2 separate regions of the Sus scrofa genome follow, and region 1 is linked to region 2. A link is a contact called in public HiChIP or PLAC-seq data. All regions are on one chromosome and are shown on one strand. The core of a region is the stretch at or near the end of the contact, and the rest is flanking DNA. Distances in the headings are between cores, read along the strand shown. Region 1 overlaps MED13L (mediator of RNA polymerase II transcription subunit 13-like). Region 2 overlaps MED13L (mediator of RNA polymerase II transcription subunit 13-like).

What was found. HiChIP or PLAC-seq counts read pairs in DNA pulled down with a chosen protein or histone mark.
Region 1: a contact with region 2 is called in an H3K27ac HiChIP or PLAC-seq map of alveolar macrophages. The contact joins two enhancer-like sites. A contact is called at or near these places in 6 of 47 Hi-C or Micro-C datasets (embryonic fibroblasts, fetal skeletal muscle, heart right ventricle and 2 more) and 1 of 2 datasets of contacts at active chromatin or transcription factors (alveolar macrophages).

What each region holds. Positions count from the first base shown.
Region 1 is chr14:36,192,450-36,197,601 of Sscrofa11.1, reverse strand. The region is part of intron 2 of MED13L (mediator of RNA polymerase II transcription subunit 13-like); the gene reads right to left. Among named protein-coding and RNA genes, the nearest start is that of MED13L, 130 kb to the right of the region's middle. Within about 2 kb of position 3,116, at least 1 of the 83 cell types and tissues checked has an H3K27ac peak or open chromatin away from gene starts, as enhancers often do. A contact at or near this core is called in alveolar macrophages, where this site is marked.
Region 2 is chr14:36,111,883-36,116,678 of Sscrofa11.1, reverse strand. All of the region lies in intron 2 of MED13L (mediator of RNA polymerase II transcription subunit 13-like), which reads right to left. Among named protein-coding and RNA genes, the nearest start is that of MED13L, 52 kb to the right of the region's middle. Within about 2 kb of position 3,353, at least 1 of the 83 cell types and tissues checked has an H3K27ac peak or open chromatin away from gene starts, as enhancers often do. A contact at or near this core is called in alveolar macrophages, where this site is marked.

The DNA.
Region 1 (5,152 bases), core at 1,867-4,366, 81 kb before region 2:
AATGGCAGATACCACAAAACCATAATATAATTCAGAAATATTTCTGGATTCTCTGCATCTACAATGATCACCACCTTAGTGGTAACAAAGTGGTCAAGAAATGAGTGAGCTACAGATGACACTCTGAGCTTTTATCAGAAAAACAGAGATGCAATTATATGCCAACCTTTCACATTTTTTTAACCAAAGGCCCTGTGAACCAAGAACATCATTGAATATGTTTCTCAAATCTTAACTCTGCCAACATTTCAAAGTTTAAAAAAAGGGAACATTATGATAAATCACAAGGTGATTCAATGATGATTGATGAAAACTTGGTAGGTTTTCCAAATTACACTCAGCAAGAAACAATGAATCACAATGTAGAGATTCCCCTTTTCTTCAAAGAAAGATATGACAATCTCTAGAGGAAATACTGATTTTCAGCAGTCAGTATTATAATCCACCAAAGGGTCTCAGTTCACAAGTAAAACAGTTTGTCATCAAGTCAAAAGCTAAAATATCTTCCCAGTCTGATTTTAAACTCCTTAAGGGGACCAAACATGTCTTTTATCCCCTTTGTTTCACAGAGTACATAGGGCAAGGTAATAAGCTTGCTCAGTATTTACTAGATGAATAGATGGATGTGAACTGTTCCAGTTCCCAAGACAGATAGGGAATTTCAAGTATACTTTCTTTTTATATCTCACCTAGGAACAAAATTATCATGAAAAGGAAAATTTGTATAAAGTAACCAAAAAGCATATGCCCCCCCCTTTTTCCAGCATGCTCTATCCTCCTTATCCTACTCTATTTTTCTCCTGAGCATTTACCACCCACTGACATCCTATATATTTATGTGTGTTTATTATGTCTCCTCACCCCATCCCCTACTAGAATAAAATGTAAGCTTAATGAAGTTAAGATCTGCACGCTTCATTTCTAGGCAATATCCTCAATGCCCAGAATATTACCTGGGACACAGTAACTATTCATTATCTTCCTAGTTCATTAATGGAGTTATGAGTAAGTCTTACAAATATATATGCATGTAGACAAAACTTATTTCATCCCTCATGAAATACTGCTATCTTTGAGGTGTAATATAGGAGATACCTGGAGAAAGGCATGTTTGAGATAGCAACCACACACACACACACACACACACACACACACACACACACAAAAAGGACCCAGAAAAGCAATCACTAAAACTGGCCTAAAACCACTAATCTGCAATAACAAGTGGTCTCTGCTCAAGCTAAATATCTATCCTGCAGCAGTAAAAAACCAATTCAGCAATGACTTGAAAATATTACATTAGTAACACTATTCCTATAACTTCTTGAGTTATTTCAGGGCAGTTTCTAACAAGCATTACTCCTACGCAGCAGGAAGAATGGCTAAAATGATAGTCATCACATTTTAATCGAATTACATTTTAAATGTCTATCTACCTTATTCAACTATAAGTTCCTGGTCTATACCTGGTTGCCCTGTTTGTCTCCTTCAAATGCTAATTATTTCATTGCTTGTATACAATACAAAAAACAAACAATAAAACCCTGTCCCCTGCCCATTAAAACATAATCATTATGAGGGCAGAGAGATGACAGGGCTGAGTACAATGAATAAATATTTGTTGAACTCAATTCAATACAGAGATCAAGATGCCAATAAAATTAATCTTCAATCTACAATCTTATTTCTAGACAATTCAATTATCACATTAAACATCCATATCAGGAATCTAATATGAAGGCAATTAAGTAAGGTTCAATTAATCTGTTAACATTCTGTTTCAAACCAATATTAAAGCTATGCATAACCAGTTATTGTAATTATATAAATGAAGGCTATAAACATTAGGTGGCAGCAGCAGTACACTGCACTATAATCCTGAAATTGATTTTTTATATCCTCATATATAGAAATCCAATCCATAAATGGAGCTACACAAATACTCTAACATACAAAATGTGCAAAGAGAATTGATAACACATAACAAAACATAAAAATAAAATTATCTTGGCATCCAGATTTCCAAAATTATTTAATGAAATAATTGAGCAATATCAAAAAGCACTGACGAGTTCCTATAAATGTATTCAAATTTTGTTTTATACTTGCTCACTCACAATCCATATCGAAGGAACCAAATCCTACCTTCAAAATTGTATCTATGATATGACCACTTTTTCAGGCCTCCGCTCAAATGTCACCTTAATCAGTGAGACTTTCTATCACCATTCTAATTTAACTGAAATAGAGTTGATACAATGTTGTGATAATTACTGCTGTACAACAAGGTAATTCAGTTACACATACATCCATTTTTTCAGATTCTCTTCCCATATAGTTATTACAGAATATTAGGTAGAGATCCCCTTGCTCTATACATCAGGTTTCCAGTGACCATCCATTCCATACACAATAGCATGTGACCATTCTATTTAAAATAGCAACTCTACTCCTGAGTACTTCATTTTCTTCCATGATAGTAAATGGCATCTGATATACTATTTTGTGTTTACTTCTTTACTATCTCCTCTATAATTTAAAAGCCACAACAAAAAAAGATTTTAGTATGTTTTCTTCACTGTTTGTTTCCAGTGCCTGTAAGTAACTAGTGGTAGTCAATTGTTAGCAAATGACTACTATCATCAAACAAGCATATAACAATAATTTCACAGTTGTTTCTTACTTAAGACACAGACTACATTAAAAGTTCAAGACTACCACTGATTTATTTACTACCTTTAAGTTCAGGTAGTAAATAAATTTGAGTATGTATGTATAAAAATGAAGTGACCCTTTTTTAATACAAACATTCTAAAGCAGTATGAACTTAAGTGTGTTACATTAACTTAACATAAGAATTCTTTTTTAAATATACTGATATGTCAGAATTATATTTCTTAAAAATAAGAACTCTTTTTAGTGTCCTTAAATATTAGAATTGCATGCAGCCAAGCTCTTCCACTCAAATCAAAGAGATGAATTCAAAATTGTCTGCTACATTTTATCTTATCTACCAGCAAGCGTTGTGGGTTCAGGCTCTGTTGGCTTCAGAGAGAGAAAGAATTACAGGTTTGCTCTCCACCAAATGACTCTGTAATCGCTGTTGATTGCTTAATTCTGATCTACATCAGTAGCTAACCACTGATTATGAAATGCTTAGATTTAGTCTGTTTTCTTTACTGTTTACATTCTATAGAATAAACATTTGGGCAAGAGATGGAAATACTAAAGAACCTCAAGAAATTTTCAAAATACCCTTAAAATCCTCACATATCTTTTATCAAATTGATCACTATTATAGTTAACCTCCTAAAAAGTGATTTTGAGAGCATTTAAACACATGTGTGAAAAAGCCATCACTTTCGCTTCTTAACTGTAATATGCGGCAAGCGTTTTTCACTGTTCCAAAGAAAAGGTTACAGAGTTCCCATCGTGGCTCAGCAAAAACAAATCTGACTAGCATCCACGAGGACACAGGTTCAATCCCTGGCCTTGCTCAGTGGGTTAAGGAGCCCGCACTGCCGTGAGCTGCAGTGTAGGTCACAGACGTGGCTCAGATCTGGCATTGCTGTGGCTGTAGCATAGGCCAGTGGCAACAGCTGTGATTAGACCCCTAGCCTGGGAACCTCCACATGCCACAGGCTGAGGCCCTAAAAAGACCAAAAAAAAAAAAAAAAAAAAAAAAAAAAAAGGATACAAAATTGCTTGAAAAGGGTTCTTATTTTTGTTTCACTTTGTATTGTTTTGTTGTTGTTCAGAGTAGGGAGGGGGAAAAGGAAGGGTAATGGAGCATGAACAGAAATTTTAGAATTTAACAAATGGGAAATATTTTTCTTCCTCCTTCAGCATCAAACTAAATGAGGCCATGGGCTACTCTGCCACATCAATGTACACAGAAAATTATCATACAACATTTTATGCACATAACAAACAAAATACAACACAAGATCATTTCTCGGTAACAAATTAACTAAAAAGAAACAATGATAATCTGAGCCTTAAAAATTTGGGCATACCCTTTCCTCTTAAATTGGCTTAGAAAGATCTCAATTACAAATGGGTAGTGCTCCATAATTTCATTTGTAAATCACTGGTTTGGAATTCAAAATTTTGTTCTCCCAGGAAACATTATATAAAGCAGTTAGGTTCCCAGCTTGTCCATAACAGCTGATATTACCTTGATTTATACTTCTTACGAGTTGACTCACTTTCATTACTCTTCTCGGGGACCTCTTTTTCTATGGGGTTTTAATTAAATTGTGTATTAGTTGACTTCCATGGTCCAAGCTAGATATAACCACCATGTTTTCTATATATTGCTATGAAAAGAAGCAAACTGCAGGACAAGGCAAAAAAGTAGTTACCCCAGAACATTTTCATTCCCATGTCTCTGGAGAGGGCAAGACCCTGATGAGTTAGTTGTTCATGTTCATCAATGGAATATATTAAAGTTACAAATCTTCAACTATGTAAATAAGTATACAAAACCTATTTTCAAGCAAAAAAGAAAATCACAACAATTTGTACCTTTATAAAATCAGGTTATGGATTGGCTAAAAGAGACCACACACATATACCTCCTTAAAATGCCCAATTATTTAGCCAATGCTAGATAACTTAATAAAAGCCAGGTGGCTATACAGAGCCACAGAATACTCACACATGCAGCTTATCTTAGCTTGGTTTTTTCTTCATGCCTGGATTCCACATGTCACATACTAGAAAGGGTCTTGACTGAACTGAGAAATTCTTGCTATTCCACTGTCCCAAAGGCTTAACTCACCATTTGGAAGTACTCACACCATGATTCCATTTAAAAGAATGTTTGAAAATAAACTTTCCTGATTCCTAAATTAAACTTAGCAGCAACAAGACCACATCTTCATCTAGGATGAGAAAGCAAAGTTGACGCCAAAGTATTCCTGAGAATTCCTGCCCTCCACTGTTCCAAAGAGCTTGGTTCCCCATGGTCCAACCCTAAATAAGAGTGATTTTAGATATTTTTTCTGAAATTCTGGGTGATTGTGACACTTCTTGAGGATCTTGGTTCCAAATCTGTTTTCCCACCCCCAAAAGAGAGATAGATAGATAGATAGATAGATAGATAGATAGATGGATAAATAGATAGATAATTTTTTTCCTGTTAATGAGA
Region 2 (4,796 bases), core at 2,104-4,603:
CCACAGCTCACGGATCCTTAACCCACTGAGTCAGAGATTGAACCCGCCTCCTAATGGATGCTAGTGGGATTGTTACCCTGACCCATGACTGGAACTCCCTAAACTGATAATCTTTATACAAATTTCTCTTGTACTCATTCATTTACTAATTAATTTATCCAACAAATAATGTGCCAAGTATTAGGCTGGTCCTGCAATCACAATGATGGGCAAGGTCAAATGCAGGTCTTGTCTCACCATGCAGTTATAGCCTACAGGGAGTTTCCATCTAATCCCTTCTAAAAACTTTCAAAATCCCCAAGTACCTATAAAGTCCAAATTCCTAAACCCAGTGTTTAAGCTCCATCACCATGAGGCACAAATACCAGTCTCAATCAACTTCTCATCTTAACTTCTCCCTAACGATATTCCAAACTTTCCTACTCTATAGCTTTACACATGCAATTTCCTATCTGAAATGTTCTTGCCCTAACATAATCATATATTCAAATACTCAAAGCTCTGCCTCCTTCCAAATAATTCCAATAATATTGTATGTCCCCTTAGGACATTGTTATAATGCTCTAGGTACACATATGCTATCTCCTCTATTAGACTGTCGGCTTCTGAAAATCAGAATATGTTTCTGATTCACTTCTGTATTCTGTATAGCACCTGAGACAAGGTAGGCTCAACAAGTATCTGTTAAATAAATACATGGTAGCAATTCTAAATGTAAAAGATCATTAAAGAGTGAGAACATTTTATAAAGCTCAAAGAATGTTTTTAAAACATCCTTTTATACATTATTTTACTGCTGTTACAAAATATTATAAATTTAAATGTGTGAGCAGCTGAGCTGAATTGGTACTGACTCCAGGACATCCCATGAAAGTGTTTTTGCCCCTAGTATATTCTACCTCACTGTCCCAACCATATATGTTGTGAATCAAACTGATATCCGTACATACTGGGTCTAATCCCTGATAATGATATATTTAAGTCATTTAACCTTCCTTTTTTGTAAAATGGTTTGTGCTTATTGAGAACGGGTTAAGGGAGAGAGAGGTCTTTTTAAATCTGTTTGCGGGCTCCAGCTGAGTTCTGGCTAATGAAACGTTTACTACAGGAGTGGGCATGACAGCCCCAGCCCCAGATTTGCTACTGGAATCGAGGGCCCTTCCTCGTTACACTCTTCATGTCAATAAATGGCATGATAGATTTTTCAATATTAGAGTCACTGTCAACAAATGTTACTTCCACCCTAAAAATAATTGTATGTAATTTGCCCAAAGATGCCAAGGCACGCCTCCTTTTCGTTATCACCATCTACTAGGCTACTTTAAAAATAAGTTTAAAATGTATTGCCTGAAACTGAACTGACAGTTTCTAAATTTTTCTCTTTTAGACTAAATATATTTCAATGTGAATAACATGCCCTCTTAAAAATAATAAACATCAAAACTGCTTATATTTAAACAAGCCCAAGATGATCAGTAGAAAAATAAAAAAATAATCTTAATGAAAAGACCTCATCTTGATGAAGCTCACACTTCCTTTCTTCAGGCAGTCATTTCACAAATATTTACTAATTTCCTACTGCTGGCAGAGAATAAGGCTTCAAGAAGATTAGCAAGAAGTGTTACCTCCCCTCAAGGCTCGTAAAGCCATAAATAAAAGTACATTTTAAAATGGAATATATTTTGCACATGACACTATATTAAATAGGAGGAAGAAGTTGCTAAAAACAGATCTGTGAATGCGCTACTCTTCACTTTACCACTGTATATACACAATCCTTTTCAACATAAAGACACTTCACCCTTAGAATCTATTTTCTAATCTTATTCTTAAATTTTTTTAAGTCAAACCAGTTTTGCTGCATGATTAACTGCAAACTGCAAGGTATTATTCTACTACAACATCCTGACAACCAGCTCATATTCAGTTACACTATCACAGCACCAAAAAAAAAAAAAAAACAAACAAAAAAAACCTAATTGTATGATCATGTGGATACTGCAGAAGCCCTTTAACTCAATCCTAGATGGGCCTCAAGAGGATAATGCTTATTCTGTTGAATTCACTGCCAAATCATAATATGAAAGAGCTAGGACCAAAACAAGACCCAATTATACAAAGAGTACATTTTACCAATGTTGGGTTTTTAAGAAATAGGTATGTGGCCCAGTACTTGTGGAAAATTGTTCAAAAATATTTACATAGACAGAGCTGTAAAGACAGTTATCAAACACTCACTAGCCACAACGATGAGAAACCCTCATCAGGTAGCATCAGGACAGCTTAGGCATGAAATACTTAAAGCAAGAGAATCCAATTTCATAACTCTCTAGTGCTTAAAGCATATCTAAACTTTTGGGTTCTTTGAGGGGGGAAGAAGGAGTAGATTTATGTATTATTTCTGCTATTAAAATATTTTTATACAGAAGAAAACATTTTGGCTTCTAGTAATGCTCATGACTCTCTGTGTATGTGTATGAAGTTCTAATTACCATTTGTTCAAGCATCAAAAAATAAAACGGAAACCATCAGCAAATACAATTATTCACAAAAGTTAAGATATCTATAAACTGGTTTAGTCTAGTCTAATATAAACAAGTCCAGAAACCATTTAAGTTAACTAAATGGTAGCCTCTACAACTAACTCCTGCTTCACACAATAGTTATCCTATTCTTTTAGTACATATTTCTGATTTATCAAGAACTGGACCTATTATAATAGATCTACATAAGGAAAAAATGATAACAGATATGTAATTCTAGCTTTTTAGTTATCTCAGTAAAATTATAAAAGCAAATGCTAATCTCATATCAAGTCTAAATATTCAATGTGTCATTTGTCAAGTTTTTATAACTCCCAAACTATTTTTATTTACTTTATTTTTCCTCCATTATCAATTTGGTGTGTGCTCAGTTCAGATCTAAACTAAATGAGCTGACATTACTGGAATAAACATTTACCAAATGTCATACAAAACATTTAAAATCAAAAAAGATAAGCCCACTGCCCCAGAATTACACAAACCAGTATTCTTTTTATAAGTTTAGGAAACAGATCTGATTAGATATAGACTCTAATCGTTAAATGGGTTTTATTTTAAATGGCATGGTATAACTGATTTGCTCTTTTGTTTTTTTTTTTTTTTCAGCTGCACCCATGGATTATGGAAGTTTCCAGGCCATAAACCAATCTGAGCCAGAGCTGCACCATAACTGGATCAATGAGAGATCCTTAACTCACTGTGCCAGGCCACCAAGGATCAAACCGGTGCCTCCATAGAGATAAGACAGATCATTAATCCATTGTGCCAAAGTAGGAACTTCAATTTAGTCATTTTATATGGCACAATCACGTAGTTTCATGTTATGTATATGGGTTTGAGTTTCATTGCAACTAGTGACATGACTAAGTCACTAGTCTTAGTGACTTTTTATAAGCTTCAGTTTCCCTTTGAGTATGCTAATTTAAACTTATAAATGGGAGAGAATACTCACTGAGCTCTCTCACCGATGAACCACTGAGACAGATTCCCACTTTCTTCTTTCCTTTAAAAAACCCCAGTTTTAATTTAGAGACATTTAATGTCCTATGTAAAATACAACCAACAGACTGATCTGATGCTATGTGAATATGCCAGCAAAGAATTTGCTTGTAAATTTTGTACCGAAGGTGTTTTTGTTCTCTGTATGTGTAATTTGGGATCTCTGCATCATTCCATTTTAGTGTTTAAGCACATCTTTTTTATTGAATTAACTGGGCCTTTAAATTCAACTAATACATCATTAACTTTTTCTCCAATTTACCACATTTAGATTTTTTTTTTTTTTTTTTGGTATTTTGCCTTTTTCTAGGGCCACTCCTGCGGCATATGGAGGTTCCTAGACTAGGGGTCTGATCAGAGCTAGAGCCGCCAGCCTACACCACAGCCACAGCAATGCCAGATCCGAGCCACATCTGCAACCTACACCACAGCTCATGGCAACACCGGATCCTTAACCCACTGAGCAAGGCCAGGGATCGAACCCGCAACCTCATGGTTCCTAGTCGGATTCGTTAACCACTGAGCCACAAAGGGAACTCCTATATTTAGATTTTTAGATCAAACTACCTGAACAAGAGATAAAACAAAGAAATTGCTTTACTGGGTAAAGAAATCTTAATATTACTTGAATGTATAGGAACCTCTTTCAAATCTTAAAGTTTTCTTTTTTATTATTCATTAAAGGATAGTTGATTTACAATGCGGTGTCTTAAAGTTTCTATTGAGGAACAATATTTTGAAATGTATTCATCACTAAAAATAATACACATCAAGCAAAAAAAGGGAAGGAAGGAGGGAGGGAGGAAGGGAGGAAGGAAAAAGAAAAAAAAAAGCTGGAGTACACCAATAATTGTTTGCCTATTTTTAGGTTAATATTCAACTCTGCTTGTGGTTGTGATTTTAATACCTCATTACCAGGAAGTTTTACTCAGGTTTACTTTATACAGTACGTGAGTTTATATATAATGCCTATACTCACCAAAACACAAATCTCCACCTGCCCCCATCAAATGATTAATTTTTCCCTAAAGCAATAATTTTTAAATTATAATTTTCACCAATTGTTTAATTTTCATACCATTAGAACATAAGCCCTTTACATGCTATTTCATCACAATCTCAGTATAAATGTCTCATTTTTTATAGAAAAAAAACTAATTACATGGTTCAGTAAGTTGCCTGTGGTAACATCAATTTTATTTATATTCAAAAGCTAGACTTTAGATTATTCTCTAAATTTCAAGCACATTTAAC